Linked DNA regions of Gossypium hirsutum: region 1 is linked to region 2. A link is a contact called in public Hi-C data. All regions are on one chromosome and are shown on one strand. The core of a region is the stretch at or near the end of the contact, and the rest is flanking DNA. Distances in the headings are between cores, read along the strand shown. Region 1 has its middle 4.1 kb from the start of LOC107957125. Region 2 has its middle 67 kb from the start of LOC121229556.

Region 1 (5,033 bases), core at 1,780-4,279, 180 kb after region 2:
GAGTGGAAACTACGAGCATCTCTTGTTAGGAATTGATTGATGTATAACCGAAGAGGATAACTCTCGACTTATAGAAAGATATACAAAGGAGGAAATTCGAGAGGCCTTATCCGAATTAGGCCCAACGAAAGCGCCAGGAGAAGATGGACTTCCAGCTTTATTCTACCAAAAATGTTGGCCAATTATTAGGGAAGATGTTACATCCTTTTGCCTAGGAATTCTAAATGGAGGTATGGATATCAGTTTAATTAATAAAACTAATATCGTTTTAATACCAAAAATACCAAATCCTTCAACTATTATTCATTTCAGACCTATTATCCTATGTAATGTGCTTTATAAGTTGATAGCTAAGGTCATCGTAAATCGTCTTCGGAGTGTTATTGATAAATGCATAGATCCTGCATAGAGTGTGTTTGTACCAGGGAGATTGATTTTAGACAATGTGTTGCTGGCCTATGAAATCCTTCACACTTTAAAGCAGAAGAAGGGGAAAAAATTTATAGCGGTAAAACTAGACATAAATAAAGTGTAGGATAGAGTGGAATAGGTTTTTGTCGGAGAAATTATGAAACGAATAGGTTTTGATCCAGGTTGGGTTGACTCTTTAATGAAGTGCGTCTCTACAGTTTCTTATTCGGTGCTTTTCAATGGTCATGTAGGAGATAGCTTCTGTCCTACAAGTGGATTAAGACAAGGTGACCCTTTGAGTCAGTTTCTTTTCTTAATTTGTGGGAGAAGTCTTTCTATTCTTATGTGATTGGCTATGAGAAGAAACATACTTAGAGGGGTCAAGGTAAGTAAAAGTGGTTCGCAGGTCTCACACTTATTATTCGCAGATGACTGCATACTATTTAGGGAGGCTACAGAAAGAGGAGCTCAATCACTGAAGCAAATTTTGCCGGAATATGAGAATTGTTTTAGTCAATGCGTTAACTAAGGCAAATCTACAGTTTTCTTTAGTAGTAATACCTAGGAGGGGGACAAAACAACAATTTTCAGGATTCTTGGAGTACGAAGTTCGAATGTCCCAGAAAGATATCTTGGTCTTCCTAATAAGGTGGGCAGAAGAAAGAAGTTGGCATTTCAAAATTTGAGAGACAGAATTAAACAACGAATTGATTGCTGGAGTGTTAAACATCTATCTCAAGGCAGAAAAGTGGTATTTATAATGGCCATTCTACAAGCCATTCCAACCTATAGTATAGCATGTTTCTTACTCCTTAAATCTCTATGTGCTGAAATAGAAGGCATTTTTGCCAAATTCTGGTGGCAGAAAATTCGAGATAAAAGAGGCATTCATTGGTGTACTTGGAATGGTTTATGCTCTTTGAAAGATGATGGTGGATTAAGTTTTCAAAATCTGGATAAATTTAATATTGCGTTATTAGCCAAACAAGGGTAGCGTCTTATTAATTTTCATAATTCTTTGCTTAATCGTGTTTTAAAAGCAAAGTATTATCCAAATATAGATTTCTCCAATGCGCAATTAGGAAATTTACCTTCGCTTACCTAGAAGAGTGTCTGGGCAACAAAAGGTATTTGGATAAAGGACTATGTTGGAGGGTTGACACGAGGGAACGTATTTCCGTTTGGGGTGACTTATGGATATTGGGAGCTAAAATAGACAGATTACAGAATGGGACTAGTAATGAAAATATTAGACAGTATCAGATTTGATTGATCCAGCTAGCAGAACTTGGAATACAGATTTAATCATTAGTACTTTTAATGCAGACGTTGCAAAGAAAATATTGTAGATCCCTCTGGCAGAGACAACTTATGAAGACTTTCAAGTGTGTGCCGGGGGGAATCATCAGGCGAATTCTCAGTTAGAAGTGCCTATAAACTATTACAAGAGGCTAATTCGGGTCCTAGTAATAATTATTTACAAACTGAGACTAGAGATTTCTACAGGAAATTATGGAATTTACATCTCCCTCCGAAAATTAAAATTACAAACTGGAGAATTTCATGGAACTATATTCCTACTCTATCAAATCTCAAGAATAAAAAAGTGGTCGTAGCAGCTATCTGTCCCAAATGTCATAACCCTGAGGAAGATAGCAACCATATCTTCCGGCACTGTCCTACAGCAATAGATGTGTGGTCAAATTTAAATCTCGCCTGGGTATGTCATTATGATCTTAACAGTATATGGGAGTGGCTCACCTGGGTTTTTAGACGAGGAAATATTGAGCAATGTCGACTCTTCTGTTACGTACTATGGTCAATCTGGACATGCAGAAATCAGCTAGTTTACGAAAGAAAGAACTCTACAAGCAGAGATATCTCAAATCAAGTCATCAGCTACATTTCGGAGTTGCATGGAGTGGAACAGAAAAAATTTACCTTAAATGTTGATAAAGGTCATGAATACACGGCAAGAAGCACGACGGTAACTGTCTTATTTGATGCGGCTTTTGACAAGGGATCCTCCAGATCTGCTTCGGGTCTGGCTGTCCGTGATGAAAGGGGTGTGATCTTGGTATCCAAAACGGTTATCCACTCCGATATACCGACACCGCTAGCAGCGAAAACAGATGCCGGGTTACAAGCGATTCAGTTAGCCATTTCAATGGGTTTTAACAGTTTACAAATAGTGGGGGACTCTAAAACAGTGATAAAAAAATGCCAATCAAAAGATCCGGACAAATTGACTATAGGAGCGTTCATCAGAGACATTCAAAGCAAAAAGGTTTATTTTCAGAATATCGAGTTTCATTTTATCCCTAGATCAGAAAATGATTGTGCCTATTTCCTTGCCAAAGAAGCCTTGAAGAGAGGAATAGGATATTAACTGCAGGGGGAGGATCCGGACCATGCTCATCGTTGGAGGGAGAATCGAAGACTAAGGCAGCCAGGTTGAGAACCGAAGAGTCAAGATGAAAGAGATGAGAGAGGTTTTCAAAGAAATTGATAGCAGAAGAGTAAAGATATGTTTGGGAACTGTTATCATAAAAGCTGAAATGGTGACATGAAAAGACAAGAGAAAATGGCATCCAACTGTGGTGATTGACGGGGCATTTAATTAGGTTTCCTTTTTTTTATTATTTATTTGAATTTTGTTTTGTTTAGGGGGCCTTCCTGATCGGTTAGGCCTGATTCTTTAGTTTTTTCAAGTTTATTTGTTGTTTTTCTTTTGGGTTTCAGTCCATTAATATGGGTGACTGTTTTTTTATGTATTTCTGATTTAGTCTTTTATAAAAGCCCAGTTGATTCTTCAAAAAAAAAAATATTTTATAAGTTAGTATGTACATTATCGGTATATATTTTTTATTTTACAAATAATCTTAGAAAATTGTTGTGTTTTTTAATACTTATATTTTAATATTTTATTATACTCTATAAAATACTTGTTAACTTCTTGACTCTACTTGTAGTAGTGTATCAAATATTTTCTTATTTTATTATAATTTTAATTATAAAAACTATAAAATTAATATTATTGTGTCTTTTTAGCACCTTAGTCAAACTCCACTTGAACTAACGAAGGTAGGAAATTTTTATGGAAAGACTGAAATTAAGTTGTATATTTTTATAAGAGTTAAAATATAATTTTATTATTTTAATGATTTATATTTTATAATTTTTTAAAGGATTAAATTATAATTTTATTATTTTTAGAAGTTGAAAGTAAAATTTTATTATGTACAATTTTAAAAATTTAAAGGATTAAAAATAAAATTTCCTGTTTAGGAGGTGGTGTCGCCCCTAACTTAAACAAACCATTAATAGTTATGAATACTTGGCCAAAAGAATACTGCCAGAAAGATTCACAGTTAGGTTAAAATCTAATTAATCGGTTGAAGCCGGTTAATGAATTTTTAAAAATTTAATTATCGGTTAATTTGGTTCGAAATTCAGTAATTAATCGAATTAACCAATTAACTGAAATATATTTATTGTTTTCAAGACTTACGTAGTGTTTAGTTGTTGACTTTTAATAATTCTGTAATATTTTTAATATCTTATTTGTTGTCTTCACCTCATTTAAAGTTTTTTGAACTATTAAATAAAAGAAAATGAACATTAGTAATATAATTTTTTTATATTTTTATACTTATTTTAACTAAAAGACAAAAATATATAAAATTCGGTTAACCGACCAAATTAATTAAAATATTCGATTTGATTGTATTTAAAAAACTTTCAATTTAATTATTAATTAAAAGTAATTTAATAATAATAATTCGATTCGAATATTAACCTAACCCTTACTATAAACATGCAATAGGCTGATAATGACTTTTAACTCCTAAACACTCTCGTCTTGAACACCTGTCCTAGGATATAGAAAACATCTCCAACTGTTAGAAGGAGAAAAAAAAAGAACTTTTCTGGTCTACTACTTGAGTTACTCGACTCCTCAACAAGTTAACTCCAATGAATTTTGGCACCATCACCACGTAAATGGCCTTTAACCACCTATTGATGCAAAAGCCAAGGATGTAGCACAAGAAACCACAAAGTTAGAATTTAAAATTTAAAAGAAGAGAATCAAGTCGGAAAGAACAGTGAATTGGATCCTTGTATTTGATGAACGTGGATTTTAGGAATGCGAATTTGACTAAAACTCCAATTAAGATTAATTGAATCTAAAGATAAAGATAAAAATAAAGATTTAAAGTGAAATAAAAAGAGAAGAATGATAGATTAGTCTTATGGAATCATTGAATAATTTGTATTTAAAAATATCAATGACTAGACTTGGACTCTATGAAATCCCTAAAAAGAGGAGTTGAAAATAATCAAACTTGAAGTTTGAAGACTTTTAAATATAAACATTGGAAGAATCACTCAACTTTCAAAGAAAATTTATTTCATGTAATGTAAAAATCTAAATGAATTTTTTATTTTTTTATTTTAGGGGCTGAAACTCCTACCAGCCCTGGCTTCCCCACTGTCTCATAGCTCTGCTGTTATCAGTTATATTTTGCATGGTGTGAGAAGTGGTTAAGTCTTGGGACAGTTGAAAACGTGGTTTGGAGTTTGAAATATATTACTTGTGATTTTGTATGGGTTGTAGCAAG
Region 2 (4,935 bases), core at 2,124-4,623:
TTTAAAAATTAAAAATTTTAAAAACTAAAATTTCTTTAAAAGCTTTTTTTATAAATATACATAAAATTCTATAAAAATACATACAAAATTATAAAAAATACTTATAAATAAATATATATTATTTCCATTTTCTAACATGAAATTTATTTATTAAAATAATAATCTTATAAAAATAAAAAAAATTAAGGGGAAAAACATTAAAAAGGCTTACGGCGGATTCAACTTCCCCCTTTTTTTATTTTATTTAAACATCAATGAACACCATGTTTAAGTGAGTTAAAAACTATAACCTAAGGTGGAAAAGGACAAGAATTGGTGTCTTTAGATTGTTGCCTAGAATGAGTTTATTGCGTTTGAGGTTTGAGGCGAACATGATTAAAGGTATATATGAGGATAAAGTCTTGAAGACTTAGTAGGTGAAAAGCCATACTAGCAATTCTACAACCAATTCCTAATATTATAGCGTGATGAAGGAGGACATGGAAATCGAAGAATTCGGAGTAAAAGTTATTGGTGTCAATGGTAGTGAGCAGAGGTGGTGCCCAATGCTCAGCAATGAGGATTAAGGAGGATGTATAATAAAATTTATTCTTTATAACATAAACTAAAAAAAAAAAAAAGTTTTAAGTTTTTAGTGTGGGTTTTTTAAAAAATAATTTATTTATAAAAGTATTATTTTAATTAATAAATTCTATGTTAGAAAAAGAAAAAAGTGGGTATTCATTTATTTATAATTTTGTATGAAATTTTATAAAATATTATGTATTTTTATGAAAAAATGAACTTTTAATTTTTTTTTATTTTTTATAGTTTTTTTTTAATTTTGAATTTTTAAGAAGTAAAATTAAATTGAAAAAAATGTGTAATATGTAAAATTAATTGCTAAAAATTTTAAATTATTTAAAATTAAGATTAACTTAAAAGAATCTATAAATATTGAAATGTTAAATATATTATAATGCTAAAAAAATGTCACCTTAATGATTTAATAGAAAAGTCACACAAAAAACCAAAACATATTATTAAATTTCAATAATTCCTGTGGAACATTCTAATTTTTAAAGAATTAAACAATATTATAAAGTATAAATTAAATCATAAATATTAAACTGATACTTTCTGAATTAAAAAGTGTAAGAACGATAAACGTAAATACTAATCCACATCACCGTTAGGATCACTTTTTTTCCATTTGGTTAAAATACACTATTAGTCATCGTAGTTGTACAGAATTTGATATTTAGCTTTTGTTTTTAAAAATTTAAAAATTAAGTCCTTCTACTTTATTGATTTAAAAATCTCAGCTCATTCTTTAAAATTGTAAGTATTTTTTATCAAAATTTGTCTAACTTGAAATTTTACTCAAGTTGTTCTCATATGACATGACATGTGATAGAAAAAATATAAAATTGACAACTATTGACAAAAAATACCAACAATGATAGAGATTGAACTAAGATTTTTGAATTGAAAATGTAGGAGAATTAAAATTATAACTTTTAAAATAAAGAGACTAAATCTCAAATTCTAAACAAATACAACAACTAACAAAATATTTTAACATTTGCATTTCAATCATAAAGCGAGTAGAACCAAAGCCAAAATTTTCAGAGAAAAATCCGAAGTTCAATTATTGTGAATAAAAATGTCTAAAGAACAAAAACAAACAAACAACAACCACACACGATTGATAGGTAAGGTGTGACGGTTCTATTTTTTTTAGGGTATGTTCGCTATGTGGTACATGAAAAATACATTTTTAATAATTTTTTAAAAAGTATAAAAATAATAGAAAACACACCATTATAAAAATTATTTAAAAAATTATAAATATAAAAAATCACAAAAACTGCTAAAAATTATAAAAATTATTAGCGATATTACTAAAAAACAAATAATTATAGAAAATTATAAAAATTTCTGGAGAATCATAAATAATAATTATAAATAATTATAAAAATGATAAAAAATTAAAAAAATTATAGAAAATTATGAAAAATATATTTTTTTTCATTTTAAGAACAAAAAATAAATTGAATTCAATAAACTTTAATCAAATCAAACAAAATGATTCAAAACTCTCTAATTTCTCCCAAATCTACTTGCATGGTGCCTCGTCATAGTTAGGGGTGAGCAAAACTCGATTCGATTTAAAAAAATTAATTTTTTTTTAAATTTTGAGTTAATCGAATCGAGTTATTTGAATTATTCGAATCAAATCGAATAACTCAAGTCGAGTTGAATTTTACAATTCGAATAACAAATTGGTGTAAATACCCCCTTTTGGTGCTTATCAATTTTGAAATTAAGCAAATTGGTCTCTTTCTCAACAAAAATTACAAAATAATTCAAAATAATTTTTAAATTTCAAAATGTTTATAAAAATTTCAAAATTTACATTTTAAAAATATATATAAAAAAGTTAAAATTTTAAAAATTTTGCAAAATAACAATTGTAGGGACCTAATTAATGATTTAAATTTATCATACTCAAGTAACTTATTTTTATTATTATTTTGCTTTGAAAAATTTTCAAATATATATGGTTTCAAATTTATGTGCTCTAACATAGAATTAGTTATATTATAATAATATTTTTATTTAACATATATTTTTTTTAATTTAACTCGAACAATTTCGCTAGATCTGACTCGATTCAAATTTTATTTCACTCGACTCGATTTGAAAAAAATTCAAATTGAGTTAGGATGATAAAGTAAAACTCGTGAACTCAATTAATTTAAAATATTTTCACTCGATTCTAACCCTAATAATATGCTAACACTATGCAACAAAGCTCGTAAATATAATCACCCGGAAAACTCTCTCCTTCAAATTTGTCTAAGCATTCTCTAACAGTTTAAAAAAAGCTCTTATTTTTCATTTTAATTGGTGCTATTAGAATTATACCATGTTTTTAGGGAAAAATATTTTCTAAAATTATACCATGTTTTGTAATTTGTCTATTTTTTTTTATGTTGAAGTGGTGAATGAAGAAAATAAATTTGTGATGTGGGTATGTTGTTACAATGGATAGGTAGATAGTAATAATTTAATTGTATATTATCAAAATAAAATAAAATTAATTGAAGTTCAAGGAGTAGAAAATGAGCAGAGAGAAATTGTTAAATTTCATCCAAGTGGGCTATTTTTTTACCCTTTTTAAGTCATAAATAATTTCTATAATTTTCTATAATCTATTTTGTAATTTTTATCTTATTTTCTATATTTTGTTATGATTTTTTATCAAGTTTTACAATTTTTATATTTTAAAAAATTTAAAAGAAATATCATTTTTTTTCACTACGTTATCCTTCTAGTAACTATCAACTATCCTGTCGGTCACGTCTCCCATTCACCATGTCCACTCGGTATGGCAAACCAAATGGTCCTCCTATTGCCGTATTTCAATCATAAAGCAAGTAGAAGAAATCAAATCTTGCAAAAGAAAATGGAGCAAGAACAACAACAACAGCCACACACATCATCATCTCATGTACTAATCTTCCCTCTCCCGGCACAAGGCCATGTCAACTCCATGCTGAAGCTAGCTGAGCTATTAGCACATGCAGGCCTCAAGGTCACCTTCCTAAACTCCCACTTCATCCATCAACAACTTCTTCGTCACACCGATATTCTTTCCCGCTTCGCCAAATATGCGGGATTCCAATTCAAGACCATACTAGATGGTGTCCCTGACGATCATCCCAGAGTAGGCAGTGATTTTGTGAGGAAGCTCTTTGATGGTTTGGAATTGATAACCAAACCACTTTTCAAGGAAATGCTGGTTAATAGTAAGCCGAAAGTGGATTGTATTATAGGAGATGGGGTCTTAGGGCTCGCACTTGATATTGCTGATGAGCTTGGAATTCCCATCATTCAGTTTCGTACCATTAGTGCTTGCAGTCTCTGGGCTTATTTTGCAATCCCTGATATGATCCATGCTGGGGAGCTTCCTATCAAAGGTATTATTCCTTTCTTTTTAACAACTTAACTCATCCATTAATCATAAGACGCTATTTCTTAAACTTCAAATTCGAATCCAGTGTCTTCTGGAAGCGAAGATAAATGAAAATTCTACACTAATTATTAGAGTTTGGGTTCACACTACGATGAGAGAAAATCCCGGTTTTGATTTGTCTCAAATTTATAGGGGTCGATTTCTTTAATAAAATTTCTAGTCCGTGTGTATCCACCTCACCGTGTTTTATATATAATTTAATTTTGCTATTAATTCTTATACTTTCTAAAAAGTTATAGATTTAGTTTTTGTACTTTTTAAACTAGTCAAATTTATTCTCTTTATTTTTTAAAATATAAAATTTTAGTCTTACCTCAGCAGTAATAATTAAATTCGTTTGGTTAAATTTAATTATTCGTACTATTCATAAAGTTATCAATTTAGTTTATTTTCTTTATTTGGATCATTCTAAATTTTTATATTTTTTCGAATTTTGAAATTTCAATCTTAATATAAATCACAGTCATTAATTCATTAATTAAATTTTTAATGAGTAATATGTAAAAATGATAAGTTGACATGAAATTACATATATAATAATATATTTGGCTATTTATATTTTAGTATTTTATTTTTAACTACATATCTATGTTGTAAATCTGTACTTTCCAGACATACACGTGATTTCTGATATCAAATAAGGCCTCTGACAAAACTACATGTGTTTGTGGAAGGAAATGAAGATATGGATCGACTAATAACAAGTGTTCCAGGCATGGAAGCTTTTCTTAGATGTCGAGATCTTCCAAGTTTTTGCCGAGCAAGCGACACCAAAGATTCAATTCTCCAACAGATCGCTCAAGAAACGAGAAAAAATTCCGAAGCCCGCGGACTGTTATTAAACACCTTTGAAGACCTAGAAGGACCAATATTATCCCATATGCGAACTAAGTTTCCCAAAATCTACACAATTG

What was found. A called contact is a pair of places that touch in the nucleus more often than the background predicts.
Region 1: a Hi-C map of leaf shows a contact between it and region 2, with 1.9 times the contacts expected there. The contact joins two enhancer-like sites. A contact is called at or near these places in 6 of 34 Hi-C or Micro-C datasets (callus and leaf).

The regions. Positions count from the first base shown.
Region 1 is chrA05:95,910,447-95,915,479 of Gossypium_hirsutum_v2.1, forward strand. No RefSeq gene overlaps it. Among protein-coding and RNA genes, the nearest start is that of LOC107957125, 4.1 kb to the right of the region's middle. Within about 2 kb of position 3,030, at least 7 of the 9 cell types and tissues checked have an H3K27ac peak or open chromatin away from gene starts, as enhancers often do. A contact at or near this core is called in leaf, where this site is marked.
Region 2 is chrA05:95,732,203-95,737,137 of Gossypium_hirsutum_v2.1, forward strand. It overlaps the pseudogene LOC107957119. Among protein-coding and RNA genes, the nearest start is that of LOC121229556, 67 kb to the left of the region's middle. Within about 2 kb of position 3,374, at least 5 of the 9 cell types and tissues checked have an H3K27ac peak or open chromatin away from gene starts, as enhancers often do. A contact at or near this core is called in leaf, where this site is marked.